Linked DNA regions of Sus scrofa: all the other regions are linked to region 3. The links are chromatin contacts, called in public HiChIP or PLAC-seq and promoter capture Hi-C maps. All regions are on one chromosome and are shown on one strand. The core of a region is the stretch at or near the end of the contact, and the rest is flanking DNA. Distances in the headings are between cores, read along the strand shown.

Region 1 (6,153 bases), core at 840-3,339, 660 kb before region 3:
CTCTTATCCAAGTTCTATTATGAGGACGAGGTCAGGTTTACAGAATGACCCCTGGAGATTAGAGGTGTAACATGTGGCCCTGGAACAGAGTTCTTTTTTTTTTTTTTTTGTAGCAAGCTGTCACATCAATGATCCTATAGTAGTGACTTAGCTATTATGCTCCGCTTTAATAGAATTAACTGGCAACAGCCAATGGTGGATATTATTATTGCTGCCAAAGGCATATGGAACTGAATTTTGGGAACACTAAACTTATTTTGGACTTATGATTTAAACATATATTTCCTTTTCTGGGAGCTAAGGTTCTTATTGAGTGTAGATAATTATAAGAGTATTGCCCTTTTCCTTTTTTTTTTTTTCTCTTTTTAGAGACACTCCCTCAGCATGTGGAGGTTCCCAGGCCAGGGGTCCAATTGGAGCTGTAGCTGCCGGCCTATGCCACAGCCACAGCCATGTCTGTGACCTACACCATAGATCTCAGCAACGCCGGATCCCTAACCCACTGATGGAGGCCAGGGATTGAACCTGCGTCCTCATGGATACTAGTCAGATTGGTTTCCACCGAGCCACGACGGGAACTCCCAAGAGTGTTGCCCTTTTTGCCAGAAAGCTTTTTTCAGTTAGCAGGTATCAGAAGGCAGAAACTATGTCTTTTTCATCTGTTGTCTTTCTTATGGTGCCCAGAGTTAAGTTTAATAGTAATTTATTTAGCAGAGACTTAGAATCTACTTGTTGGCTTATTTATTAATAAACACAGATGAATTGAGTTATTCTAACCTTAACTTTATTAAATATCAAAAGTTTAGCATTTATTGAGGTCCAGAGCTAGGTAGACTCTCAGGAGGTTAAAGGACTTTCTGGCAAGGTGGGGGAAACACAAAATAGATGTGATATTCTTGATATGTCCTGGCATCTACAGACATTTAAATTAGGAAAAAGGTAGGTGTGTGTGTGCATGTGTAGAATTTGAGAAGGCTCTTTGGACAAATGACACATTTCTCAGGGTGGCTTTTGGACTTAGGTAGGGAAATGAGTACAGGAGAAATGAAGTGGGACAAAGGGAGAATTTTAAACCAAAGAAGCCATTCTAGAACGGAAACCATTGGACCTGCACTTAACTCTGGCTTCAGTGTATGATAACATTTATGGAGTAGTTTCTATGGGTCAGACACTATACTAGGCATGATGGAAGATTAAAAATGAATGAAGCAGGTTCTCAAAGATTCTCTAGTGGGAGAAAATTTTGCACAGATTTCCCTAGAGAAAGCTGAATATATTAGGTGACACAAATGTATAGTAACAAAGTGCTGAGGAAATTTGGAAAATTTCCTGGTCATTTCTGGCTGCAGGATCTAGGAAGGAGGATGTTCAGAGTTGAAGGATCAGTAAATACTAGTAGATGAAAACGAGTTGGCTTATTTTTATCTTTAATAGTTTGTACCCCCAATTTATTACCCTAAAGGATAAAAAGGTGCAAATGAGGGTACATTTTCTTCATAAATACATGTTTCCAGTTCCTTACTCGCAGGATATTTTCTTATTCAGTCTCCCCGGAGTCCCACAAAACGAACCAGCAAGGTGGTGCTTCCTAAGTACACAAGACACTGAAAGAGGCGAAGACAAGAAACTGGTGAGAAAAGGTAGCATTCTTTAAATTGACTTCTCTGAGGATTACGGGACATTAAGACTGAAAATATTTGTAAACCAGGCTTTATGAGCAAGAACACAACTGCCTTAAACTCAGAATTATCTAAGAGCTCAGTAACTTCTGGGCAGAAACTCGGCCCAGGTCGCTCGGGGCTCGAGCCAGCACGGGCTGGTTCACGGGCGCAGTTATCTCTCCGGAAGGCTCTGAAGCGCGGCGAGCGCCTCTTGCCGCTTTCCAGGTCCCTACCCCTAACAACCCAGGTCTGCCAGCTCTTCTCTCCCCTGCACCAGCGAAATCTCGGCCAGGCGGAGACATGTGTGCGCATGCGCGCCCACCGCCCTGAGCAGAGGAGGTGCTTCTGCCCTCAGGAGCGCGCACGCCGCGCCGAGGGGCCCGGACGCGCGCGCTCCCGACCCTCCTCCTCCTTCTCGGCCCGCCCCTCCCTCGCCTCTTCCTGCCGGGCGGTCCTCCTCCCCTCCCCACTCCGCTCCCTCCGCCTTACTCCCTCCGCCCTCCTAGGGCTCCGGCGGCTGTGGAGTGAACGGGACGGGCCCGGCCGCAGAGCGCGGGGCGGCGGGTGGGACTCGAGCGCCTGGTAGAGTTGTTCCGGCCCTGTCCGCGGAGACGTGAGGAGGTGAGGCGAGGGCGGCCTCCTAGGGGCCGGTGGGCGGACGGGCGGCCCGGAGCCGCCGGCCCGGCTGGGGGTGTTGTCCCTGGGGCTGAGCCGGAGGAGGATTGTGGTGGGGGCCGGGCCCGGGACGGGATGCGAGAGGACTCGGGAGGAGGGTTTAGGATTGTCGGTCGCTTCCCCGACATCGCCGTTCTCCCGGTGGCCGCCCCCCGCGGCCCGAGCAGGCAGGCGGCAGGCTGGGTCGGCGCCCCTCACCTGGGGCGGGTGGTGACGGGTGCTCGCTTTCAGCTGTGCCCTCCTGACATTGTCGCCGCCTCCGCCGCTGCCGCCCGCTGCTGCACTGTGGCTGCTGCCGGGTTCGAAGTCCCAGCAGCCCCACGTCCGGGGGCGAGTGGTTAGGATTTTCTTACCCACATTCAGACATGTGTTCTTGACCTGGTCTCGCCCTCGCGCTCCGCCTGTCTCCGCCCGGCGGCACTTTGCTCCGCTCTTGCTGTTGATGCTTGTGGTTTTGCAGTCTGGGATGGGCTGCGTCCTGGGCAGATCTCTACCTGCAAGAAATGCCCCGCTTCAAAGTTGACCGCCTGGCCATGTCAAACAACCCCTGTCCAGGTTGTATGTGCTCAGTGTCCTGATAACTGAGTCAAAGTTTCTGAGACTGGGCTAGTACTTTGCACTGGTCGCCAACGGTGCAGGGCTGGGCAGTGCGTCAGCATGTGGAAAGGGGCCACCGGCTAGCAGGAGGTGGCCGGGTGTTAGGGGACTGGTCTGACAGGGTCTGTTTCTGGGTCCAGGTGCTTGTGTATTCTCCTTGTACACTCAGATAGGATTATCTTAGAAATGTACCAAAATTAGATGGTCACTTGCAGACTTGAGGGTTTCATGTAAGTAATGAGAAATGCCATCCTCATTATTGCTAATGGTAAGGAGAACTTTTGCTTGCCTGACAGATTTCAGTGCTGTCTGGAAACTGATTTCAGGGTCTGAATGTTTGGTACTGGAAACTTAAGGGATTTTTAAAAATACATTTACATTTTCTTGTACATGGAGGGAAGTAGGTAGTTGCCTGTTAGAATTCTGAAAACATAATTATCACGAAAGCCTTCTGACTTTTCTCATGAGTGTTTATGTGTGGCTTCTGTTGCACTTTTGTAGTATATCCAATAGTCTGATGTCAGAAGATACAAACATGAAGTTTGCTTGTGGGCAAATTGGAAGTGGATTTTGTCCATGGAAAATATTGGTGCACAAGTTGCCAGTACTGGAAAACTGGCCTGTGATTCATTATCTCAACAGAGTCTTATGTGAAACTGACAATGAAATTACAAAGGAGAAAGACCAGATAAATTTAATGTATACATTATCATCATATTATATTAAACACTCAGTGGTTGGGGGGGTGAGTTGAGACTCTTGAGTTAGAGTCGTGTCTCTATTGGAGTTCCCTTTGTGGCTCAGTGGTTAACGAATCCGACTGGGAACTATGAGGTTGTGGGTTTGATCCCTGGCCTTGCTCAGTGGGTTAACGATCCGGCATTGTCATGAGCTGTGGTGTAGGTTGCAGACGTGGCTCGGATCCCACGCTGCTGTGGCTCTGGCGTAGGTCCGGTTAGACCCCTAGCCTGGGAACCTCCATATGCCGAGGGAGCGGCCCAAGAAATGACAAAAAGACAGAAAAGAAAAAAAAAAGTGTGGTGTCTCTATTAAGCCAGGCAATAATGTGCCCTGATATTACCCACACCAAGTCATGTGGGGAGGAATGGATGTAGTTGGGCAGTGTTTATATGTGAATGTATTATATAGCCAATATTGTATTCTGGAAAGCTAGAAACAAGGTCCCCAATGTTATTGGGACATGAAGTAAGTGAAGGAATCAACCTTAAAAGGTGTGACTAAGTTTATAACTTTTTTTTTTGGCCTGAGTTATTTGATGGGAATGTTATACATTATAATTACGATGTTCTGATAATTTTTGCTAATTGTTTTGTAATTCAGATCATTTTCTTTTCACTCTATGAGTTGTAATGTTTTTTATTTGAATAACAGAATTTCATTGGGTATGTGAAACAGGGGTTTTCATGTTTATTAGCTCACCAATTCTAAATTTGTGGCTTCTAAAAACTTATAATTAAAATTTTTTTTGCCTTAACCCAAATTTGAACTTGTTTAATTACTGTATATTCATTTGAACTCAGTTGATTCAGCATTAAAACTGATAGTCCTTTTATCCATTCTTTTGGAGTAGTCAAAAGAAGGAATTCTGTTGCGCCAAGTAAAAATAGTATTAGTTGAGGATAGCCAGGCTTCTAGAGGTTAGCTTTGAAGAGAGGAGAAGCTAAGTAGCAAAACTTTTTTTTGTCTTTTAGTACCACAGCCACGGCACATAGAGTTTCCCAGGCTAGAGGTGTAATGGGAACTGTAGCCACCGGCCTACGCCAGAGCCACTGGATCTGAGCTGAGTCTGCAACCTACACCACAGCTCACGGCAACGCCAGATTCTTAACCCGATAAGCGAGGGCCGGTATCGAACCTGCATTCTCATGGATGCTAGTCGGGTTTGCTAACCGCTGAGCCACGACGGGAACTCCACAAAATTTTCTTGTATTGAGGGAAAAGAACTGGCTCTACAGTCTAGCTTGCCATTGTCTTGAAGCGGTGTAGAGATGATTATGGCTGGATAGAGGGTGTTTGGAGAACGACACAGACACTATAGGCTTTAGGATTCCCAGGCACAAGAGCTTTTTTGCTGTGTCTCACAAGTTTTAATGAGTTACTACATGTATATAACTCTTGCTTTATGTAAATAGATCAGACAGTGGATCTGAGTATGACCAGCGGCCCAAGGCTTGTCCAGCCTCTGGTACGGCATGGACAGCTCCAAATTTTCTTATGGCGGTAGTCTTTTGGTGAGCTTTTGCTACCAGCGATCATGGAGGCAAACAAAGTATAGACTTGAGCCTGACTTATGGTAAAACATAAGGAGAGGTTTTTAAGGAGAGGTTTAGTATTGTGACCATGGAGAAAGACATTACTTGCCTTGATTCTCAGCTTTTCAGAGTGGTGAATAAATTTCACTTTATGATCAGTGTTTGAAATTGCATGTAAATATGTGATTAGCAGTGGACCCTAATTAGGAATAGTTAATGGAATTAAGCAGAACTTGTATCTCAACAATCTCTTTTTCATACTTCTTTTACTTTCCATATTGTAGTCGTTCAACAGATAAGATGCCATAACTGTTTGAGTATAGTGAGTTGGTGTTTATGCTGACTCCTTTTTGTCATCTTTTCTTTCTTTCTTTTTTTTTTTTTGGTGTAATTTTGGGGGATTTTCCTGGGAAATTTCTAGGTATATATTCACTTGATTTGGAATTATATTTGGAGTAAAGTTATTAGTCAGTTTGAAATTCTGAGCCTTCTTGTTTTCTAAATAACCTTAAAAATAGAAAACAAAATTCTTTATAACACTCATGAAAAATCTGGTTACAGACTGTGTTGTTGTGCTAGACATAGTACAGCCAAAAATATATTCAAGAAACTTCCCTTCTCCTCACCTAGTTTAGTAAGCTTAAATAAGAAGAAAATAAGAATTTTTTTTTCCATAAAAGCCTGATTTTCCCAGAATATCAAGTCTAACAACTGTTTGCTGTGCTATTTTCCCCCTTGCCTATTCTGAATTCAACAGGTACTATATGTCTCTAGTTTATAGCAAAGACTTAATTTTATTTTTTTAATTTTTTGTCTTTTTAGGGCCACACCTGCAGCAAATGGAGGTTTCCAGGCTAGGGGTCGAATCAGAGCTGTAACCGCTGGCCTACACCGTAGCCACAGCGACACCAGATCCGAGCCAATTCTGCAACCTACGCCACAGCTTA
Region 2 (5,496 bases), core at 2,498-4,997, 770 kb before region 3:
TCTGGTGTTGCTGTGGCTGTGGTGTAGGCCAGCAGCTGCAGCTCTGATTAGACCCCTAGCCTGGGAACCTCCAAATGCCAAAAAAAGAAACTTTGGAGTAAGAAAAATTCCTTTATATAAATGACTGACAAAATTAATATTATGCTATAATCGCCAAGGCTAGTCCAAATCCAGTCTAGACTCCAGGATTAAACAAAAGAGAAGGGGATCTTAAAGAGAATCCTAAGGAAAGAGCTAATTTTGAAAGCTATGACTATTTTGATGTAGTTCGTTCTGAGAATTTATATCCATTTGAATCCAACCTCAAAGAATACCTGAAAGCCTGAGCATGCACAGGGCCAAAGCTAAACCAGGTCAGTATATCCCTGCCAAGGAACATCTTGCTCTGAAGTGTCCACCAAACAAGGATCACTTATCAGTTTATTTTTTAATTTATTAGATGTCAACCACTTTCAAGATATATGCAAAAGTAGACTGGTTAGACCCCACCAAACTCTAATTCAAGCTCTCATCTCTGGAGATTAAAAAAATGCACAATTCTAAATGGTCTATGGGTTTAAAAAATTGTAAATGAAGAATTTCAAATGTTAGCTGACCCAACTTTAACATCATTGAATGTTACTGAAGTTTTTTTAAAGTTTCCTAAGTATTTCTTTCAAAGGCGCAATTTAGTAACTGCTTGCATAACAAATTCAAAGCCATGAAACAATTACAGCAATGCCACATATCCGTGCTATGTAAAAGGTACGAGTTTCTATATTTATGGCATTCAGGTCTGATAAAAGCAAAAATAAGTGTTTCTTTCTTAATTCACATGAGTAAATATCTTCTCAAACTTATAAGTAAATATTTCACAGGGTACAAATAGTAATAGGATATTAGAGCTACAGGGAAGCACAGTATTACAAAATATAGTTTATGGTTTTTAAAAAAAGGAATCTGTCAGGTCAGGAGATGCTTCAAAGTTTAACCCTGGGACATATGGCAGTAGTAAAGCATCTAATCTGTGTCACAAGACTTGGGCTTGAGTAAGCTTTTTTACCTATTAATTAAATGGCCTTTTTGCTAGTTATAGTTACTTAGATTTTTCTAAATCTCCGATTCTTCATATGCAAAATGAGAACCATATCAACAATATTAGAGACTAAAAGAAACAAATGAAAATATTTTAACTCATTTAATATGCTTTGAAAAACTTGAATTCAAAAATGTTTATGTACCAAAAAACACTTTCAAATTTCTCTAATTGAGTCAAACTGTAATATTACTGAGAAAATGCAAATCTAATTCTTAAGCTATGGTCCCAAAACTTTTTAGAAGGAAACTCTTAAATACTACTTGAGAAAACATGAACTGACATAATCAATTGGAATAAACACTGATATTGAAGACATGACAATTCAGACATGCCATCTTAAAATAGTCTGAATTCCCTTAAGATTTTTCAATATTAAACAGAAATTGGGACCTAGACGTAACAATTGTTAGGTCAGCATCTAATTTCAAACACAAAACCTTAACTACGTAAAAAATCTTTGTTGTCAAGAAAATGATAAGGATGAGGCAAATTAGTCCTTGATACAACGTAAGATTTGTTTTCACAACAAAGCACACTGATCACTTATAATTTACAAACTCATAACTCACAATGGTTCTAATAGGTTTAGAGTAACAATAAACTTAAATATCATTATGATAGTTTATTTGCATTCTTCTAGTCCTAAAAAATTCAGCAAAAAACCCCCCTGATTGAATGATTAAATCATCACTTTGAATACTTAAAAGCCCTTTCTGAAATTTATTCCCAGAAAATTCACACCAGAAAGACATGTGAAAGTAGTCCTTTACCCACTACCTAAAAAGTCAAAACATCCACATTATTTAAGCTAGATATAAGATGAAAGTCATTTATATTCACTCATTAGACTTCAATCCTAAACAATAAAAAAATAGAACAAAATAGTGTAACCTCCACGTTTATTCAATTGCTAGTCTATTTACTGTCAACTCTTGTGGAAGAACTAAGGACAAGTGCCACTCGTTAAACTTCATATAACCTGAAAAGACTCTGAATTACAACAGACATGGACAATTCGAATTAAAAAATTTACCCTAAAGGGTAAAAGATATTAACTGGCATCTCTGCACAGCACAGGACCATGCAATTGAATGTTAAATAGTGGAAAGCAGTCTTTTGGATGCATCCAAACAATTTTAATATAAATTTCTGCACACCTTGAGAAATTTTCCCCATTACTTGGAAATGTTCATGATAGAGGCCTTGAGAAATTAAGTTTAGGAGAAATAGTAGCTAACTGCTGAAGTTTTCAAACACCACTATGCAGGGCAACTGTAATGAGGAGCTATCTCTTGATAAGATTAAACCTTCAAAGCAGAACAGTTGCTCCTAGTTTTTGAAAATTATTTAGAGACATAAGAAATTCTAGCCTAGAGACTTCTGTCTCCCAAAGAAACGCTTCACTAGGTCCATTTTATGCTAGTTAACGTTGCTTGTTATGCAGCACATTAATAATTCAAAAACAGTCCCTTTGAAGAAAAGTTCTATTCAAGCATTACAATTTGTCTTCGCGTAGCACTAAGTGGCTTTGTTTCCAGTTTCAGGGACTATTCTGGGATGTCAAGAGTTATATTATTTACTGCTCCAAAAGAGCCCTTGTTTCACTCTCACCCAGGACATAGGCAAAACTGATGTTTAGAGACAATTGATACCCAGAAGTGTTTAAAGAGGATCATCCTTTGGCTCTCTCTAGCTCTCGTCGAAAATCACATCTACCTTGTAGGTTTGTTTTTGTTGCACCAAAAATATTTTTTGAAAGACACCTGCAAACATAACCTTCCTATCACCGCCGGGAAGAAAGACTATCAGGCTCAATCTGCAGTAGCTCCAGGGAAACAGACGTAGTAAAACCCAATGGGCTGAGGAAGGACAGTGCTTAAGGAGCAGAAGGGAGCTCCCGAGGTGCAGGGAAGCAGAGGCGGCGCCTGTTTACAGACGCCTTCACCTTCCCCACCCCCACAGACTGAGGGTCCAAAAAGCATTTCCCGTGCTCACCCGCCTCCCGGCCGAGGCCCTCGGACTAACAGAGAGGCTGAGCAGCCCTGCGGCCCCCTCCCTCAGGCCGGAGCCTCCCTCGACCTCCCTCGTCCAGGGCGGCGTCTGCACCTCCCCACGGCCTACTCACCCCGCCAGGCCCTTCCGGCGGCACGCGGAGGCCTGAGGCCTAAAGGACGCCGGACACTGACAAGGCCCCCCCCACCCCGCCGCCGCCGGCGGGGCCTGAGGCGGGGCGGGCGAACGCTACGGCCGAGGAGCCGAGGGCGGCGGAGGACAGCTTCTACCCCGCCGCGGCTGCCTATTGTTCCCGACCGAGGCCTGGCCGTGGCCGCCCCGCTCCCCACGCCGCCGCCGCCGCCTGCCGCTCGCTCACCGCGCTGATCCGAGCAGCAGCTCCTCTCAGCTCCGAGTCCCCGCGGCCGTTGCCACCGCCGGGGCAGCCACCGCCGCCGCCGCCGCCACCGTCGACTCTGACTCTGTCCCAGGCCGCCGGGCCACGGCCGTCGCTGCTACCGCCAGCGCCGCCTCCGGCTTCCCACCTGCTGCTGCTGAGGCTGCTCCTGCAGCAGGGGCCATCTTGTTGGTCTGCCTCCTCTTCCTCCTCCTCCTCCGCCCCCGCCCGGTCGCTCGTTGTCCTCGCCCCCTTCCTCTTCCTCGGGCTCCGGCCCGCCCCAGAGACTGGGGCGGAGACGAGGGAGAGGCTCCTCCCTCCGAAGGCGGGGCAAGAGGAGGGCGGGGCGGGCGCCGGAGCAAAACTCTGAGTCACCGGCCGCCAACGCCCCGGAGGGAGGGTGGCGACGCTCGCTGCCTGCTTCCGGAGCGCACCCACGCCCTGAGCCGAAAAACTGGTCCACCAGCGCCTTGGAGCCCAGCCGGGCAAGAGGCCAGACAGCGAGGGTGAACTGCAAAATTTCTGAGGTTTCCAGCCAATCCCGTGCTTACCTCTACGCCCTTGGCTTTCTCAGCTCCTCCCTATACTGTTGTTTCTTTTTCACCTCTCTCATCCACCCCAGGAGAATTTGTTCTTATCTCATTTTATCATGGTTCTTGATTAACCAGCTTGGCCCTGGTCACTTTTCTCACAGAGCTCCCAAAGAGTTCAGGCTCCCAACAGGTCTAAACCACCCAAAGGCCAGACATTCACGGCCCCAAAATGTCTCTCCAGACCTGTGTGACCAGTGAAGAGCTGTCTAAGGGAGGACAGAAAAAAATTGGGCCCATAGAAGAGCTCTTGGATCTAAAAGTTAGTCATGCGATATTGAAAATTTCTTCTCTCAAGGAAAACAAGGCATTTTGATTTGGGATAATGGGAGACCACTTCAAGATGATTCAGTTTAGCCAAATACTTGCTTTTAAGAAAGGAGAGAAATGTGAGTTCCCTTGTGGTGCAGCAGGTTAAGGAGCCATCATTGTCACTGAAGTGGCTTGGGTCACTGCTGTGGCGTGGGTTCAATCCCTGGCCCAGGAACTTGTCACATGCAGGAGGGAGAGAGAGAAATGGAATTCTTTTCATACCATACATCCTAACTTCAAAATAAATCATCTGGAAGAGAGGAGAGAGATGGTCCTTAAAAATAAGCACCCAGTCAATATTTCTCTGCATTATCATGTTCTTTTCTTTTTACTTCAGGTCTTGGTCAAGGGAGCAGAAATTTTTGCTTTCCAGTCCTTTCTTCATTGCATATATCACCAATACCAAGAGAAGTACTATATTTAAAGAAGCTCCTGACTTTAAGGTAATAAACCAAATCACTATAAAAGATAGCGTTTTTATATTATTTGTAAATATATCACACACCTTCCTAAACTCTGAGCAGGGAAGTTCTTTTTAGTTGCTAACACCCTCTTGCTACACAGATTTCAGCTTCTTTTCAGAAGATCCATTGATGTCTTTCAACTGATTGGAATTTCCTCTCTTTGAAGTGGGCTAGGTCTCTAAGCATCTCTTCAACCCCTTAAATAGTGGTCGCAGTCCTACAATGAGCAAACTTGTAGCTACCATGGGAGGATTAGGTTAGTGTGTGCTAATCTAAAGTCTATCTCTTGGATAGCCTTTCCCTTCTCCAGCCAGGCCTCAGTCCCCTGCTGGGGAAAACAGATTAATCCGTTCCTCCAGTTTTTCCTCCTCCTCCCTTCTCACTACTAGGGAACCTTCCACAACAGAAGGTTTTAGCGGCTGTTGCTAGGCAAACATGCCAACTTCCCTGTCTAGGTGAAACAAGTAACCCAACTTCATAAATCAACATAGATATTTTAATTTCTTTGAACTATTAATAGTTGCATTTCAATTGGTAGACCTTCTTCACAGTTCCCTTAAAAATATGATTTTTAAGTTAAATTTATTTGTATTTCATAAATATTTCAGTTAAAAATATGTTTAAAATGGAGGAGCATCCCAAAATTCATTTTAATGATGTAAT
Region 3 (5,853 bases), core at 1,577-4,076:
GTTTCACTATTTTTGGTATTTTGCATAATATATGGATCCTTAATTCAAATAAAGAAAAAAAGTTTCTCAGTCCCACTTTATTTATTTCAATTCCTACCTTTCCCCTTGCTGGGGAGGTAGTAGAAATTCTATGCCATCTATTTTTGTGAATTCTATGATTTTGTCCATGGCTTCTCCAATGAAAACAGGTTCCAGAATAAAGGAGTTGATTAGACCAAACTGTGCTAATTGACTACAAAAGAAATTAGTGAGCAGCTTTTCTCCTCTCTAAACACTGACCAATTAGATGTTTCCATAATTCCATGTATTATGTATAGTACACTCTATAAATGTAAATGTAATGCTTGTTAAGAAAAGTGCAATTTATTGTACATTGTCCCAACAAATGTTTACTTTTATAATTGTTATGAACTTGAATTGGATTAGTATCTTGTTTTCACGTGTGAATGAAGCCTTGTGAAGTAAACAAATGCAAGAAGGTAGCAAGGTGACTGTTTTTGTGAGCCAGTGATGTTTTCAATGCTTTGTGTTGCCCCTTTGGCCCCATTAAGCAGTAATAAACATTTGTTCTGGAAACCATACATGTCTTTTTTACTTTCTTTAGTTGATTTTATTCTGAATCATCTGAACCCGGTTTTTATGTAAAACTTATCTGACACTAGACTCTACACAAGCAAGAAGAAATACACAGGAATTTGTTCCAGGTTATACCTACCCTACAAAACGATATCCTGTACAGCACAGCCAAGTGCCCTGTATTCCTCTCTGTAGAGATTCTTTGGTTGCAAGTTAACAGAAACTCTCTCCAGCTAGCTTACTAATAATGCAATTAAATAAGAAGAAAAAAGTATATTTAATTCATAGCTACCAAAAGCTAAATTGTTGGGCCTGAGGCAGCAATGGGGAGAGAGAACTGGTATTCTATCAGGAACCTAAGCAACTGTTCTCATAATCACTCTTCTGCTTGTTTTGCCAGGTGATGCTTATCTGCTCCTGCCTCTTTGAAAAGAGGCATCTGCTTCTAAATGCACAGCTTCCAAGTTTACATGTCTTCAAGTGACCAGCAGAGATGGACTAGCATCTCAGCATCCCAATTCCAAAATCTTGCAAAAATATGCTTGGCTAGTCCTGGATTGGGTGGCTACTGCTAGCCTTTGAGAGTCACAGTGGGTGTCATTATATAATCCAACAGTGCTCCAGAGGCTCTCCTGGAGTGAAGGCAGGGTGCCTAGAATCCTGATTTGTGTTTTTTTCTAACTTGCTTTTCATTCAGGGTGTACATGGAACTGAATGAAAGTCAGATTGCAGATCTCCTCTTACAATTCAGTATTTTAAAAAAAATACTAATCAGAGATTGTAAAATTAGTTTGTGGCCCAAACCCAGACTACAGACATCTTTTGTTTGGTCCATGTTGTAGTTAAAACAATGAGAAATTTTACATCAAAAGTAAATTATTCAGAAAATATCTACTGAATTTGACAGGAGGTCATGAGTAGTCTTGACATAATAGTAAGTGGAACTCACTGTTCACTACTGATTAAAGGTCCTACACTTAGTGAAGTTACTTGTTAACTTGTAGATTTTTGTTCAGTAGTGTGCAAATCCCTATTTTCCTTCCAGAGGAACACATAACTCCAAAGGCCATATGTAGTTTACTACACCATAGGACATTAACCAGCTTATGTCTAACTTTGAAAATGTACACTAACATTCCATTGTTAAATTGCCCATAAGTACTCAGCTATGCAAATGCACTTTTTGATAGTTTTAACAACTTATTGATTCTATCATTAACCAATGAGTTGTATGAAATAGCAAAGCTCATTTTATATTTGCCTGAGAATCTTGATTTCACCTTTTTGAAATTACACTTTAACAAAACTTTTGATTACTGTCAAAAGGGCACTCAAAGCACAATCTTTTAATAATTCACTTACAAGGAAGTTCAGGCTGCAGAAAGATGAACTCACCAAACAGAAATTACAATATTTATAGGAAAAAACTATACAATTTCCAAGTATAGACTCTGTAAGTAGTTTGTTCCTGCTGAGAAACAGTAATTCTCACTATTATCCATACTTTTATTAGACATTAGCATTGCAAAAGTCAGAGATAAAGTGTGTTTGATTTTTAAGGAGTCTAATTTTATAGGAAAAGCTCAGGTTCAGAGTTTCATTGGGGAACTAGAACTAGACACAATGAACTGATGTGTATGTTGATGATGTTGGTTTTTGTTTGTTTTTGTTGTTTTTTTATCTATCTCAGGATACAAAGTTTTTGTTTTTGCTTTGAGATCCCATGTACCCAATTACTCGTAATGGCAGCAGAGCAAGGAGTCAGTTTTGCTTCTACATGATAGATGTATGGACAATTATAGTATACATCTGGAGAGAAGCAGAATTTTGTTTTGTTGACTCCTAAGAATGGGAATTCTGAGGTGTTTTAAATGCGGGCAGAAAGGGAAGACAGACAAAGCCAAGTGACGATCTGGTGGGAAACCATTCCAGAGAGAAAGCAAAGTTTACATGCAGAACCAGAGGTAAGAAGAAACTCAGTGGATTCAAGGAATGACAAAAATACCAGTGTTTAAACCAGGGAGAGGGGAGAGTGGTGAGAGATGAATTCCATGAGATGGGAAATTTATAAAAGGTGAGATATAAAATCATGTAGAACATCCTGGGTTATAGTGAGGAGTCTGGACTTTATTCTATACAATTGTGAAGGTTATTCTGGCTGCCCTGTGGAAAACTGTGGAGAAGGAGAGAAACCAGTTAAGAGGATAAAAATCCAGACAAAATAATGACACCTTAGTCTCAGTTGGTAGCAGTGGAGATTATGAGAAGTAGTTTTATTACCAACATACTTTGAAGATAAAACCAAGACTTGCCAGAAGATGGGATGTAGGACCTGAAACTGAAGACTCAAGTATGACTTCTTGGCCTGAGCAATTAAGAGAATGAGGTGGCCATTCACAGAGCTAGCAAATCATTGTAAGAATTGCAATGAGGTGTGAGGACGAGAAATTGAGAGGCGTTTTTTTACACAAGCTGAGTTGGACCTGCTTATGAGACATCCACGCAGAGACCGTCTGGATTTCCGAAGAGTGGTGGGAATGAACATATAGGTGGTGTTTAAAACTTGTGACTTTAGGATATCTGAGGGGTGGAGTTGCTCCAGGTGCATAATCAAGCAAATTTTTACCACTGCATTAGGTCAAATTTTCACATAGTGCAATGGGATATCTGTTCCTATTTAAGTGCCTAAATAATTCCAAGCTTCCAGTTAGACACTTTTTAAAAAAAACCTGAAGTATAAATAAAATGCACAGATCTTTGGAGTTCAGTCCTACGAATCTTGACGATTGTTATCGGTATTACATTTCTACCAGGAAAATTACCTCTTGGGCCTACTTAAATATAACTTTTAGTTAAAAATAACATACACAAGAAACTGCACAGAAGGACGCTCAATGAAATTTCTACACAGTGAACACATCTGTAACCAGGGCTCAAATCAAGAAAAAAAAATTAGCCGAATCTCAAAAGCCCCCTCGTGGCTTCTTTCTGTCACTGTCTTCCCAAACACAACCTGATTTTCAGTCTCACAGCTTTAGATTTTGTTTAAATGGAATCAAACGATATGAACTTCTCTAGTTCTAGCATCTTTTCCTTAACGTCCATAAGTTGTGTGCAAAAGTAATTTGTTTTTGTATTGTACTTCTGATTCTTTATTGAGATAATGGCCCTGCATTTTTCTGTACTTTTTTCCTTCTGTGACTTGCGGATCATCTTTACCTTGGGGTTGATAAAGCCGAGTGTGGGTTATTTGACATCTCAGGGGTAACCGTCTACATTCTCAACCGTGTTTCAGACGTTTTGAGGTCCCCAAAGGCTAAAATAATCTATCTGAAAAGTGAGTTTTTCAAGGGCCTTACTAAGCCGGGCTGCAGGAGTCAGAACCGGAGCAGAATGCAGCCTCAGGAAATCTTAGCTCACATTTTCTTTGACATTAATAGGCTCACTGAAATCGAATCCAAATCTGGTGACTGGTCGATGAAGGAAGCAAACTCAGCCACCCCGGGAGGCGCCCAGCATATTAGGAAGCTTACTCCGCTTCGGAGCCGCCACTGGGTCCCGCCACACGGCCAACGCAACCCCACCTCCTACTGCGACCGGTGATGACGCCACCACGTCGTATACGCTGAATCCTGACGTCCCCAGAGCGCCAGAACCCAGTGAAAACACAACCGTTCCCCTCAGGATCCTGCGCACTTAATGTCCTCGTTTTTTCCCGTTTTAGCACACGTAGGCTCGCCTTTATCCCTTTTTTCGTCCTTTACTCGCATACGTTCACAGTCTTAGACAAGATGGCCGACGAAGTGGCCCCGGGTCCTAGAGCGCACCGAACCACTCGACTGCCTAGTCAACTTCCGGTTTAGGCCCCGAAGATTGGTGCGTTATTTCCGGGGTGGTTTAAGGTAAGCAGAAGCGGCGGTTTCGAGCTGCGACTGCGCAGTCGGCGCGATGGGGGTCAAAGTAAATTACGTACAGTTGCCCAGGCGGGAAGGAAGAGGCGTTACTCTTCTCGAACTGCCGGTTTGATCGCGAGAGTTGAGCCGTTGCTACGGGGCGAGGTGGGCGGGGCGGGGCCAGGATAGGCAGGGCGGGGCCAAGCCCTATAGGCGGTGCTGGAGCGGGGTGGGCCTTCGGCGACGGACTCGCGAAGGTTCCAGAGGCGCCGCGTGCCGGAGGCCGGCTGCTCTCCCGTTCAGAGTCGGGCGTGTTCTCAGGCCGCGGCCACGGCCACTGCGACTCGTGTCCGTGCGATCTGCGCTTGGAATCAGCGCGCTCGTTGCGGCGTTCCTGTTCTCGCCCTGTGCCGGTGGAGCTCGGGCCTTGCCTGACGCAGCTCGACCATGGCTTCAGCTTTGGAAGAGGTAAGGGGTCTGGCCTCATCTTCCTCCCTCGGCCTTACTAAAGCTTCCCGCTGCGTCCTTCGCCCCACCGCCCTGTTTCCCCTATCGAGCTGCGCTGCGGCTGCCGGCGACACCTGCCTGTCTGGCAGCTTTCCTGCGTCCTTGGGTTCCCGCGCTTCCCCGCGGCCTCCCACCCGCCCAGCTGTGGCGGCCCCGGTGCCGACCGGCCACTGCGGGCCTTCGGGGCTTCGCTTACCCCGGAAAGTTGCCGTTGGATGCCTTCCACAACCCCGGCCGGCGGTCGGCGCTGTAGGTGAGCGGAGGTGTGTTGCGGTTCTCGGCGGCAGGTGGATCCAACCGTGGACCCAAGAGCTGGTCACCTTCACGTTATCCTCAGGCTCTTTTCACTCCTTTTACACCAGCCTTTGGACGTGAAGCTTCGTTAAATTAAAGCCGATTGCAAAAACTGAGAGTCGTTCCACTGAGAGGGCAGTTGGAAGGTGAGAAGTCCTCAGTCCTAGCACTTAAATTCTCTGTCATGTTTTCTCTACACATACTTTGGGCAAGTTATGGTGCATCTCTGGGCCACAGTGGTATCCATTTCACAGGGTTGTAAACAGTGCTTGGCAAAACAATTGTTTGCTATGTGCGTTTTAAAAAATAACTATATTGGGAAATTGGTTGTAACTTTTTTTTAAAGCTCTATAAACTCAACACAGGTGGCTTAACTTTTTGGAGATTTAGTTTGTGCAATTACAAAATGGGAATAATAATACTTGCTTTGCTCTTTTTTCTGGCTTAAGTACAATGACAATACTGTTAATCACAGTTAATTGTTGGGTTTCCACTAACTAGATTTACTCCCTGGGAATCTTCTGCTTAATATGAACAAGACTGGGAAATCCTCACATTTGACTTTTTAAGTCGAAGAATTTGC
Region 4 (5,640 bases), core at 577-3,076, 950 kb before region 3:
TGAGGAGTATGATGACACAAAAAAATACTATAAATAGTAACAAAAATTGAAAAGTTTTGTTCACAGACATTCTCAATTATTGGTAACACAAAGAAATACAAAAAGCATACCTGCTGTTGTGAACACTGGGGGATTTTCCTTCGAGGTGGAGTTGGGACAAATGAAGTCTGCTTCCTGACTGATTCTAATCGCTTCTGCAGAGGGGTGGCACCTATAAAGTAATCTTTAAGCCTTAAAGACGCACTCTGTCTAGGAGTCGATTCTGCTGCATCATAAGAATCCATGGTCTACATAGAAAGAAATAAAGCCAGAATTCTAAACATTAAAAAGTTAACGGATGCTCAAAGTTTCGCTGATACCTCTCCCTACTATAAAGGAATTCTCGGAGTTCCCTTCGTGGCGCAGTGGTTAAGGAATCCGACTAGGAGCCATGAAGTTGCAGGTTCGATCCCTGGCCTTGCTCAGTGGGTTAAGGATCTGGCTTTGCTGTGAGCTGTGGTGTAGGTCGCAGACGCGGCTCGGATCCCAACTTGCTGTGGCTCTGGCATAGGCTGGCAGCTACAGCTCCGATTAGACCCCTAGCCTGGGAACCTCCATATGTTGCGGGAGCAGCCCAAGAAATTGCAAAAAGACAAAAATATAAAAAAAATAAAGGAATTCTCTCTCTCCCTCCCACTCCCTACACCCAAACACGTGCCCCCTACCCCAGAATGCTCATTACCCTATTCCTCATGCCTGTCCAGTTTGCTTCTGCTAACTTTTTTATTCAACCTACTGACAGTTAAGCCTTCTTCTCTGGACTCATCTGACTGACTAAATCCAATTCACGCTGCAGGTTTCATCCCTTCAGGAGAAGCTTCCAAGTATCCACAGAGGAGTTAGCTCTCCAGCCAATTCCTCCAGCCCTTGCAGTTCAGAACACAACTTAGCTGTTTTTCTTGTGTTACGTCCGTGAAGGAAGGGACTCTGACTCAAATCATTTTTGCACACCTAAATCCAATCAACCCAAGCCAATGCTGAGCCCAATGCCAAGATATCAAAGTATCTAAGTACTCTAAAGATAACGACCACACAAAACGTCAAAATATAAAGTTTACTGCCAAGCCTGGACCAATAAAAAAGCATCTTACCCAAAAAATGCCGTAATAACGCTGTCAACCATTCCCTTCACGAATCATTCTTCAAGTCTGTATCCAACTACGTTGAGACTGAAATCCTCTGAAGTAAAAAAGCCGCCAAAACGACAGCTAAAATAAAGTCTGGAGGAACCTCTTTCTAAAGTCCCTCTAGTTCTACAAGTGGGTGCACGACCGACACAGACGGGAGCAGCAACAAGACCTCCGGCTCCCTCAGACGCCAGCCGAGCCCGAGACTTCAGGCCGGAAGAACATTTCCGCTGACCCGGCCACCCAGCTCCGTGATCCTCGCTCCTGAGGAGTCGGCTGCTGCCCGCAGAGGCAGCGGGGCAAGAGACAGTGTGTGCCAACTCGCTTTCTCCACCTGAGCCTTCGGGGGCCAAGGCCAGCTCTGAAAAGCCGCCGCTGAGAAGCGGCAATTTAGCGTCAGCCGCCGCCTCTGTTTAAAATCGTTTCCCGACTCGCTCTGCGGCCGGACGCAGGACGTCTCCGTGGAGCCTATTCTAAGCCGGCGAAGCAACTCTGGTCCCCATTTTAACTGAGGGCACGGGAGCGCACTAAACATTGGTAGCGTTCGCGCTCCTAATTGCGCAGTGTTGCGCTCCGTACGTTACCACCGGCACGAAGCGTTCCTTCAAATTTCCGCCCATAGTGAAGATGGCGGAATCCCCCTGCTCTGATTGGTTGAATCCCTCCATTTATCTTGGCTGTTCGCTGGGTGTGTTAAGGGGTGCTTGGCTCCCAGCGGTGGAGTGTGTTCTTCGACCTCCAGTAACGTGTTAGACTTGCTTGCCTTCCTCTTTCTGAAGACCCGAGATCGGCCGTCAGGTTTGAAAGATTTGAAAAGCAAGACTGGGTTCTTGCCTGTTTTCAGGTTCTGCCTGCGGGGAACTTTCGGGGAAGCGTGGAAAGGAAGGGAAGGGCGTCCGCCTCCCGCCTGACCCCTGCTCCCTGTGCGTGGCTGCCGGGTCTCGCCATATGCTGCTATATGGAATCATTCGCTCGTCACTTCTGGCCGAAGCTTTCTTTGCTAATAGAAGTGGTAATGGATGCACTGAGAGGAGGGGGAAAGTCTTAAAAGGTCTTTCCCGTATTCAATTTTCCCAAAGGCCCCAAAGATTTTGCAAATTTATCTAATTTGCAGATAGGTGCACTTGAATGTTCAGCAGACAGGGGCTTAAATATTAAAGAGAGCGTGAACTCCTAGCATTTTAAGGGCTTTGTATGTATTTCCAAAACTGACTTTTGACCACCATCCAACACCTGCAGCTTTTGATTCGTGAGCGTTTCGCCATCCTGCGGCTATAACATGTTCTGCTGGCTAAGTCGGCTATTCAGGGGTTTATCCAGACCCACCGGAAAGACTACCCAGCCGTTCTGGGGTTTTCTCTCCCGAAGTCTGATACTGACTTCACAGAGGAGTATTCCAGGTGAATGCAGAAAAGCTTTGTCCGCTGAACAGCACTTTCTCCTGTTCTCTGTAGCCAGAGTGCTTATTCCATTTATCCCCTAGTCTTGACTGGATAGCTTTATGTGCAGAAGCACATCATTCACTCTCTTGATTTCTTATGATGTAGTTTTCCTCCTGCAGTTTTAAAAAGACTAGAAAAGTAGTCACATGAATATAAGCTATTCATTTAGTTTTTATGTTGCGAATAAGAAGCCTAAAAAATTCTTTTATACTTTAAATATGGTTTTCTAGTGTACAAGTGACTGTTTTCACTCCAGATTCATACTAAAGCTAGTTACTCTACTTCTGTAATTCCCAAGACCCTGTTTTGTTTGGGGAAGAAATGTGCACTATTATGAAGAGTGCATTTTGGGTCAGTGCAAATGCTGGGTGATAAAAAATATTTAGATTCCTTTTTTTATTATTAAAATATAGGGAGTTCCCGTCGTGGCGCAGTGGTTAACGAATCCGACTAGGAACCATGAGGTTGCGGGTTCGGTCCCTGCCCTTGCTCAGTGGGTGACGATCCGGCGTTGCCGTGAGCTGTGGTGTAGGTTGCAGACGCGGCTCGGATCCCGCGTTGCTGTGGCTCTGGCGTAGGCCGGTGGCTACAGCTCTGATTCAACCCCTAGCCTGGGAACCTCCATATGCCGCGGGAGCGGCCCAAGAAATAGCAACAACAACAACAAAAAGACAAAAGACAAAAAAAAAAAAAAAATAATAAAATAAAATAAAATATAGTTGATTTACAGTTGTGCCAAGGCAAAAATTTACATTAAGACAGTTACTTGGCTTTTGACACATGTATAGGTAAATTTCATAGTGATTGATTACATTCTTTGTAAATATCATCCATTAAGATAGGAATGATATGAACTGAAAGTATATTCTCAAACAATTTGCAAATAATGTACTTTTAATCTTCCTTTTTTTCTCTTCTTTTTTTAAGAACTCAGTAGCTTTGTTGCCCGAACCAACACTTGTGGAGAGTTGCGTTCGTCTCACTTAGGCCAAGAAGTCACCTTGTGTGGATGGATTCAGTACCGCAGGTAGATAGAAACAGTTTAAGAATACATGGTGATAGGAGTTCTGTCATGGTGAAGTGGTTAACGAATCCGACAAGAACCATGAGGTTGCGGGTTCGGTCCCTGCCCTTGCTCAGTGGGTTAAGGATCCATTGTTGCCACGAGCTGTGGTGTAGGTTGCAGATGCGACTGGGATCCCGTGTTGCTGTGGCCCTGGCATAGGCTGGCAGCTACAGCTCTGATTAGATCCCTAGCCTGGGAACCTCTATATGCAGTGAGAGCAGCCCTAGAAAAGGCAAAAAGACCCAAAAAAAAAAAAAAAAAAGAATACATGGTGATAAAAGTAACTGAACACTGGAGTTTCCTGTCATGGCTTAGCAGAAATGAATCCGACTAGGAACCATGAGGTTTCGGGTTCCATCCCTGGCCTCCATCAGTGGGTTAAAGATCTGGTGTTACCCTGAGCTGTGGTGTAGGTCACAGACTGGGGTCAGATCCTGCATTGCTCTGGCTGTGGTGTAGGCCAGTGGCTCCGATTTGACTCCAGTCTGGGGACCTCCATATGCAGCGGGAGCAGCCCTAAAAAAGACAAAAAAAAATAAATAAGTTACTGAACCCTGGGACCAATAATTGGGTAAGCTGTTAAGCATCAGTAGCATAAAAAAGCATTGTTTATGTTTAGGTAGAGAAAAAGCCTAAAAAGATGAAGAGTGATTCCTCAGTGGTAGAGCCCATTTGTTCATCTCTATATTACAAAGCATATTTGAGGGAGTTCTCTGATGGCCTAGTGGGATGAGGCTTCCACACTCTTACTACTGTGGCTCTGGTTGCTGCTCTGCAGGGTAGGTTCAGTCCCTGGCCCAGGAATTCCCACATACTGCCTGTGTAGCAAAAAAAAAAAAGAGAGAGAACGTGAAATAAACATTGCAACTCTCATTTTAAAAAAAACAAAACATGGAGTTCCCGTCGTGGCTCAGTGGTTAACAAATACGACTAGGAACCATGAGGTTGCGGGTTCAATCCCTGGCCTTGCTCAGTGGCTTAAGGATCTGGAGTTGCCGTGAGCTGTGGTGTAGGTTGCAGAGGTGGCTGGGGTCCTGCGTTGCTGTGGCTCTGGCGTAGGCCGGTGGCTACAGCTCCAATTCAACCCCTAGCCTGGGAACCCTCCATATGCCACGGGAGCGGCCCTAGAAAAGGCAAAAAGACAAAAAACAAACAAAAAAACATATTTGAATAATACATTAATTCACAGTGAAGAGATCCAAAATACATAGATTGTGTGAACTTCCTAAAGAATATGTCCCAAATGGGTGGCTATTTTACGCATACACTGAGTGACTTTTATCTCCTGAACTCAAAATCTGAGGAGGCTTTCTGTACTTCTTCCTGGTACTAAGAATAATGAGAGATAGAAAAAGGAAAAAAAGAAAATTATGAGAAAGATTGAATGCTAAAATGTTGGGATTTTGAGAGCCTTTTGGGGTTTTAGAAGTATTAAGTTAGTATTGGACCTTTTCTAGAAAATTTTATATGGTATCTTATTTTTAGGAAAAGAAAAGAGTTTATATTGCTGTACTTAAAAAGTGACCAATCAGATGCCTCTGATATCCTAAAATATTACCTTTGGACTTTAATATTGGAAAGTTTCCATATTTAGTTAAATTTTCTTATAAAGACTTAAGCCAATACAATTTAAAAAATTTTTAAATCTGCCTTTTCATTAATAAGCCATCTGGTTAGCATTAGTAAACTGTACAAACAGCTAATAATAAAAGTTGAAATTGTAAATGAAAAAAGTGGCATTTCGGAGTTCCCATTGTGGCTCATCAGTAAAGAAACCAAACAGTATCCATGAGGATGCAGGTTCGATCCCTGGCCTTCTTCATTGGGTTAAAGATCTGCAACCCACTGGATCCCTCATTGGCTGTGGCTGTGGCGTAGGCGGGCAGCTGGAGCTCTGATTCAACCCCTATCCCAGGAACTTCCATATGCTTCAGGTGTGGCCCTAAAAAGAAAAAAAAAAAAAGTG
Region 5 (5,921 bases), core at 2,036-4,535, 910 kb before region 3:
CATCTAAATGTCAATTGGTAATTCTGGAATTTTAATGTTTTTATTGGAGTATAGTTGAATTAAGTTGTATTAGCTTTAGGTTAACACTGAGTAGACCACACTGTGCTATTATAGTTGGTCCCTGGTTAGCTACCTTGTATGTAGTGTGCCTTCAGTTTCCCTCTTGGTAACCCTAAGCTTGACTATGACTTAAGTTTAATAGTATAGGACATCTCCATTAGTCATTAGGCTTATCCAAATCCATTAACATTTCTGAGAAACTGTATAAACAGAATTGTTACAGCCAGATACATCAGATAGGAGCGAAAGACAGTTATTTGCTCATCACTGTCAAGTCTGCTGAACTATGTTATCATCATTGTATCGGCTTAAAAAAGAAAAATCACATAAAACAGAAACCTAACTTAAGGCTACAATACCTTTTAAGGCATGTTCCAATCAATGCCTTGTAGCCAAGGCCTCTTCACACCTGCAGAATTTAATGAAACTTAATGAAATTTAATAAGGTAGAAATACAATTTTTAAAAAACTTCTGAACACTGTTTCAGTTTTTAAAAATCTTCATTATTTTTCAGAGAGATTCCCATCTGTTTAATTTTATAAATCATCACTAACAGCATTTTGCTTACTAACTAGTACAATTGATAAAAATACATACATACCTTTATACAAAAGGTCCTCAAAATCTGCACCTGAAAAAAATTATTTCTTCAGACACATTTCAAAATAGCTTCAATACTCCAACTGTCCAACACCAGAAAACACCATCACAATTACTAAGACTAGCACATTATAAAAACAAAAACCCCAAGTGCCAAGAGCCAAAGAACTGTTTTCATGTCTTACCCCAAACAAGCCATCCACAGATAATACCGGGTACCTATAAAGGAAATGACACTTTCACTAAAAGGTCAATCATACATTAAATTCTCATTTATTTTTGTCACAGGGTCCTTCAGTGTTAGATTTGTCTACATGCTCATTTCAGGTCAGACATTTGCTCAACATCATTACAAAAACCCTGCTAAAGCATGCTCAACATACGTTTGCAAATCAAACATACAAAATTAGCTTAGGCATTCTACCTTGTCAGCATTACCCTAAGTTTTGAGCCTACTAAATTTTGCTTTAAACATTAATGCTTACCCACTAAAAAGGCTGGTCCAGACATGTCAGACAAGTTCACCTAAAGAAATAAAGAGTGGTTTTACAGTAGTCAAAGATGAATTATTCCCCAGAAACCTAAAAAATGCCTGAAATCAGATAGAGCTAATATAAGACCTTCATGTTCAGTCAGTATACGCTTATCATCACACAGGCTGCTCTTCCAAAGCAATACACCTTACGGTAACAAGACAAGGATTTGGCCTTAATGCATTCAGCACTGTCCAAGCACTTCATGGTAGGATTGCTTCACGTGTATTAAAAGGCAGTCCTAAAAACCCATCAGAGGCATTCTGTCATCTTTGCCCAGTCACCAATGTTTAGTTCAATTACAATTTTACTTACCTCTTCACCTTTCAGCTAACTCTGCCTAGCACCTACAAAAATAGAAGTCAGATTAGAAGTGGTACTTTGCTTATGCTATTAGCCAAAGTTTTCCCAACCCAGATACTCAGTCATATGTTAACTCTTTCATGATTCAATCTGTTGAACTATGCAACCATCACAGTATCTGTTTCTTCAGATCCCCGCAAGTTAAGTATAAAACTAAGGTGCAGAATTTCAGGTTTGAAAAGGGGAGCAAAACGCTAATTTAACCATCAACATTGATTTGGTGATTTGTCAACCCCTAAAAATACAAAGAATTGGACAGCACTGGGTATATAGACTTTAAAAAGGTTTCTCACCTTTTTGCCCACAAATACAGTGTTAAGCTTGCGCTTTACAACCTGGGAAGAAACAGTTTCATGTAAGCTTAGGAGCAATTTCTATGTCCTCTAAACCACTGTTTTGTGTGCCTCAGTTAGAATAATGGTGGTAAGGATTCTCGTCATCCTCACTGTCAAGAGTAGCAAATAAAATGTCATCATTATGGCACAAAGGAATTGTCAACCTAACACCCCTGGTGGAGGGAATTTCTATAACTCACCCCAGCAGCGATTCTCATATCCTGGGCGCTTAGCTAGAAAACAAAGGAAATCTAATGAAACATACTGCGTTGCTAAGCTAACCATTAATATCTTAAGAATTTAAGCCTCAGAATTGAATTTTTCAGAAATTCCTTCTGCCCACTACTCTTTAACCATCATAGGCTTAACAAAAAAATCACCTAAGCAGATCCCATTCTTCTCCATTTAGCTGTTTCTTACCTGCCCATCAGAAGCCATCAAAAGCCACATTGCATTCATCCCTAGCACCATTCCTAGAAAAGATTAGGGATTTTCAAAATTAGATTTTTTTCTTTTGTATTTTCTTTTTTGCCACACATGCAGTATAGTGTCTGGGCATTCCTGGTCCGGGGATCGAACCTACGCGGCACAGCAGCAGCCAGAACCACAGCGCAGAGAATGCAGGAGCCTCAACCTGCTAGGCCATCAAAGAACTCCCAAAATTCGTTTTTTCCCCACATCTAATCATTGTCGTCTCCCCATCATGTTTGCAGGTCTTTTACTACACCACTCAAAATTTCACAGGAGCATTCTGAGGGCACTAAAATGCTGCAATGGGGAATGCAGCCATTTAGAGGCTCACGTGGCCTTACTGAGAGACGGGAAGAGGCAAGAGCAGAAGGCATTAACAGAAACCCGCTCGGCAACTCGGCAAGCACCGCCATCAGAGCCGTTGGCATTCATCAAGTCTCAGATGTCCCTACCAACACAGGCTTCATCAGAGGCAGGGCCCCGAGCCGAGGTTTTTCCGCAGTGCGACCCAACAAATCGAATACAAATCAGGCCACGCCGGCCACCCAAGGCGCACTGCTCCACCATTCTTATCTTCTGAGCCCTGCGAAGGCCTGCGACTGGCCTAAAAGGGACTGGCGATTTTAACTGCCAAAAACTGGAGGCCTCAGACCAAGAATTTACTTAAACAAAGAAAACACACTCACCAAGAGCCAACCCGCAGCCTCGAAAGACTGAGATGGCGCCCAGGCGCCAGTATATAAGGACTCTTTTCCGTGACGTCACGACGCATTCTCTCCGCCAGCATCCCTCTCCAGTCTTCCCCCTCCCTCAGTCTCCTCCTCCAACCGTAGCTCCTTTCCGTCCGCTAAGCTCCCCCCTGGCCCCACCTCTTGACCAGCTCCTGCTCGCCGTTGTGGGCGTGGACAGGCCGGCCACGTGACACAGAGCGCCCGCCCTCCTACCGACTGAGGAGGAAAAGAAGAGAGGGGAGGGGGCGCGAGGGACGGAAAGCGCTGGGGGAGGGGGGAGAGGGGCGGTGTAAGGGTGAGTGATTTCCTTCCGGCACGTAGCCCGCTCTGGGGGAGGGGGTGGGGGGTTTCACTTCCGGGACGGTGTTCCGGCCCATTCCGGCCCATTTCCACCCCCGGAGGTAGGTGCTGCTCCTTAACTGGGCTCGGGCCTCGCAAGCGGGTCCTGCTGCCCTGCATTGGGGCCGGTTCGCCTGGTCTCCGCCACAGCGTACTCCTGGGGCGTTCAGCCACTTCCCTCCTACCCCGCCTCAAGGCACCGGGAGACCTTCCACCCTCTTGGCCCCGGGCCGGGCTGAGCTGCCGGACCCGCCCCCTCGGCGAGCCCCTCCCTCAGGACCCCGGGATGGGCGGCCCCCTCCCCCACGGCAGCCCGGACACACCCAGATACACACACCCACCTCTGGGCAGCTCCCCGCCCGCCTACGCCTACCGCCTGGATCGGGTCCCTGGGCGCCGCCCCCTTCCCGGTCCTTTACCCTCACCTGATTGCTCGCTCCCCTGCCCCACGCACGCCTTGCTCCCCTTTTCGCTTCTGGTCCTTGGTGGCATTTCTATCTTCTGCTCGTTTCCCCTTCCCCGTCTCCTAAAGGCGACGAAAGCCACTCAAGTACCAGAGTGGCCAACCCCATGCGGTTCCCTATTCTCCCTCTTTACAGCTGTCACCCCTCCAGTGCCGACGATAGAGAAAGACCTTACTTACTCCAGGGGCTTCCTCCTCACTGGGGAATTGCCGGAAAGAGCAAACAAAAAAGGCGCTGGTGTAGGCTCCAAAATAAACATCTGAATTCATGATGGCATCGACAGAGGCTCTTATTGGATTAAAAGTTTCAAAACAAACCAAAACGCTTTGGAAAAAGGTCAGATTGGCTAAAGTTGGTTCTCAGAAGCTGTGTATACACTTCCTATTTACTGATAAGTCTGTTGTAAATGCGGGGCAATACCGTGAGCTAGTCAGCATAAATTCCTGAAGTTTCAGGTCTTAGGTAACCATGTAATGTCTTCTAAATTTACGGATAAATGGAAACACGTTGAGCTCAAGTCAATGTCTTCTTTATGGGATTTATACAAACTACTCTCAACCAGTGAAGACTATTGGATGCGGTTACAGGCTTAATGGTTCAGCTATTTTAAAAAATCTTTTAATGTAAAAATACTGGCCATACATGATGAATGCTTTGTTACTTGTATTTTATTAACAGCTTTGGGGAACTAAATTTCAGAATCAGAGTGTCGTTACCACCCTGAAATCTCCAACTTTGAATTTAGATAGAGGCAGGTTTACCTACCCTTTCCTAATCCTAAATGTGACCTTCTTCAAGTTCTCTGCATCTTCTTTTCTTTTCTTTTTCTTTTTCTTTTTTTTTTTGGCTGCACCCGCTGGCATATGGAAGTTCTCAAGATGGGGAACAAACCCATGCTACCACAAAGACAACCCTGGATCTTAACATGCTGCACCACAGCAGGAACTTCCAAGTTCTCTGCATTTTGAGTCCTGACACAGCTTGGCATTTTTCCCAACCTAGAGTTTGCCTCCCAGTCCTAAACCCAAATCCTTTTTGTTGGGGCTCTGACTTTTCAGTTTAGAAATAATGGCTTACATTCATGTGGGATATTCATCACTTTTTAAAATAATAAACATAACCCATGTAGCATCTAGTAAAGTATTAAGAAAAGGGATGTCTCATCAGCCCATCTGTGAATAATTAACATTATTTAAAAAGCTGTCTTTCTTTCTACAAAGAAAAATTGTCACTGGATTTTATATTGTGTGCAAATACCTTATGATTAACACTTAAAAAATAAGAACTCACAACTGCTCCCCTCCCCTGTTGAACTTCAGTTTTGATGTTACATAGCTTGTTAAGAAGGAAAGTATGGACATAGTTTGAATTTTTAGAAGCCTAACAATCAATTTTTGGTTTAAACGGTATCTTGTTGCGAAACCTACACTGTTAAACCTGTTGGTACTTTTCCATATTTGAACATAAGGAAAGTATCTCTTTTTACTTAGAGATTTTGAAATTTAACCAAATAATATTTTAATAGGTTTGGATTAGAAAGCCTGAGTAGAGTGAAATTATAATTATTAACGAGGATATGGTTTCTTCTTTTAGCAGGGTTGAATGCCTGCCTATACCCTCAGACACGACCATGGAGAAAGGTGGGAACATACAACTGGAGATACCTGATTTCAGCAACTCAGTCCTAAGCCATCTAAACCAACTGCGCATGCAGGGACGTCTCTGTGACATCGTGGTCAATGTGCAAGGACAAGCTTTTAGGGCTCACAAAGTGGTACTGGCAGCCAGCTCCCCCTATTTCCGAGATCACATGTCCTTGAATGAGATGAGTACTGTCTCTATCTCAGTCATCAAGAACCCTACTGTTTTCGAGCAGCTCCTTTCTTTCTGTTACACGGGGCGAATATGCCTGCAACTGGCAGATATCATCAGCTACCTGACAGCTGCCAGTTTTCTGCAAATGCAGCATATTATAGACAAATGTACACAGATCCTGGAGGGCATTCATTTCAAAATTAATGTGG

The links. Promoter capture Hi-C pulls out the DNA fragments that hold promoters and counts their contacts. HiChIP or PLAC-seq counts read pairs in DNA pulled down with a chosen protein or histone mark.
Region 1: a contact with region 3 is called in a promoter capture Hi-C map of liver, with 3 times the contacts expected there. The contact joins the promoter of RABGAP1L here to the promoter of CACYBP in region 3. A contact is called at or near these places in 2 of 5 promoter capture datasets (fetal liver and liver), 1 of 47 Hi-C or Micro-C datasets (liver) and 2 of 2 datasets of contacts at active chromatin or transcription factors (alveolar macrophages and skeletal muscle).
Region 2: a contact with region 3 is called in an H3K27ac HiChIP or PLAC-seq map of alveolar macrophages. The contact joins the promoter of RC3H1 here to the promoter of CACYBP in region 3. A contact is called at or near these places in 2 of 5 promoter capture datasets (fetal liver and liver), 2 of 47 Hi-C or Micro-C datasets (epiblast stem cells and heart right ventricle) and 2 of 2 datasets of contacts at active chromatin or transcription factors (alveolar macrophages and skeletal muscle).
Region 4: a contact with region 3 is called in an H3K27ac HiChIP or PLAC-seq map of skeletal muscle, with 5 times the contacts expected there. The contact joins the promoter of DARS2 here to the promoter of CACYBP in region 3. A contact is called at or near these places in 2 of 5 promoter capture datasets (fetal liver and liver) and 2 of 2 datasets of contacts at active chromatin or transcription factors (alveolar macrophages and skeletal muscle).
Region 5: an H3K27ac HiChIP or PLAC-seq map of skeletal muscle shows a contact between it and region 3, with 5 times the contacts expected there. The contact joins the promoter of ZBTB37 here to the promoter of CACYBP in region 3. A contact is called at or near these places in 1 of 5 promoter capture datasets (fetal skeletal muscle), 2 of 47 Hi-C or Micro-C datasets (heart right ventricle and liver) and 2 of 2 datasets of contacts at active chromatin or transcription factors (alveolar macrophages and skeletal muscle).

Annotation. Positions count from the first base shown.
Region 1 is chr9:116,400,329-116,406,481 of Sscrofa11.1, forward strand. It overlaps RABGAP1L (rab GTPase-activating protein 1-like), which reads left to right and starts at 2,090. Exons shown (of 26, transcript XM_021102607.1): 1 at 2,090-2,282.
Region 2 is chr9:116,288,708-116,294,203 of Sscrofa11.1, forward strand. It overlaps RC3H1 (roquin-1), which reads right to left and starts at 3,748. Exons shown (of 20, transcript XM_005656721.3): 1 at 3,450-3,748.
Region 3 is chr9:117,059,477-117,065,329 of Sscrofa11.1, forward strand. It overlaps CACYBP (calcyclin-binding protein), which reads left to right and starts at 2,827. Exons shown (of 6, transcript XM_013989620.2): 1 at 2,827-4,478. It overlaps RABGAP1L (rab GTPase-activating protein 1-like), which reads left to right. Exons shown (of 26, transcript XM_021102607.1): 26 at 1-581.
Region 4 is chr9:116,108,144-116,113,783 of Sscrofa11.1, forward strand. It overlaps DARS2 (aspartate--tRNA ligase, mitochondrial), which reads left to right and starts at 1,827. Exons shown (of 19, transcript XM_021063655.1): 1 at 1,827-1,964; 2 at 2,406-2,566; 3 at 3,536-3,635. The coding sequence starts at 2,446. CENPL (centromere protein L) reads right to left here and starts at 1,679. Exons shown (of 5, transcript XM_003357541.4): 1 at 1,131-1,679; 2 at 111-287. The coding sequence starts at 284.
Region 5 is chr9:116,145,949-116,151,869 of Sscrofa11.1, forward strand. ZBTB37 (zinc finger and BTB domain-containing protein 37) reads left to right here and starts at 3,286. Exons shown (of 5, transcript XM_013989614.2): 1 at 3,286-3,389; 2 at 4,033-4,233; 3 at 5,491-5,921. The coding sequence starts at 5,528. LOC110255511 (a long non-coding RNA gene) reads right to left here and starts at 3,185. Exons shown (of 11, transcript XR_002335927.1): 1 at 3,050-3,185; 2 at 2,313-2,365; 3 at 1,851-2,125; 4 at 1,510-1,541; 5 at 1,147-1,186; 6 at 847-880; 7 at 663-692; 8 at 420-469.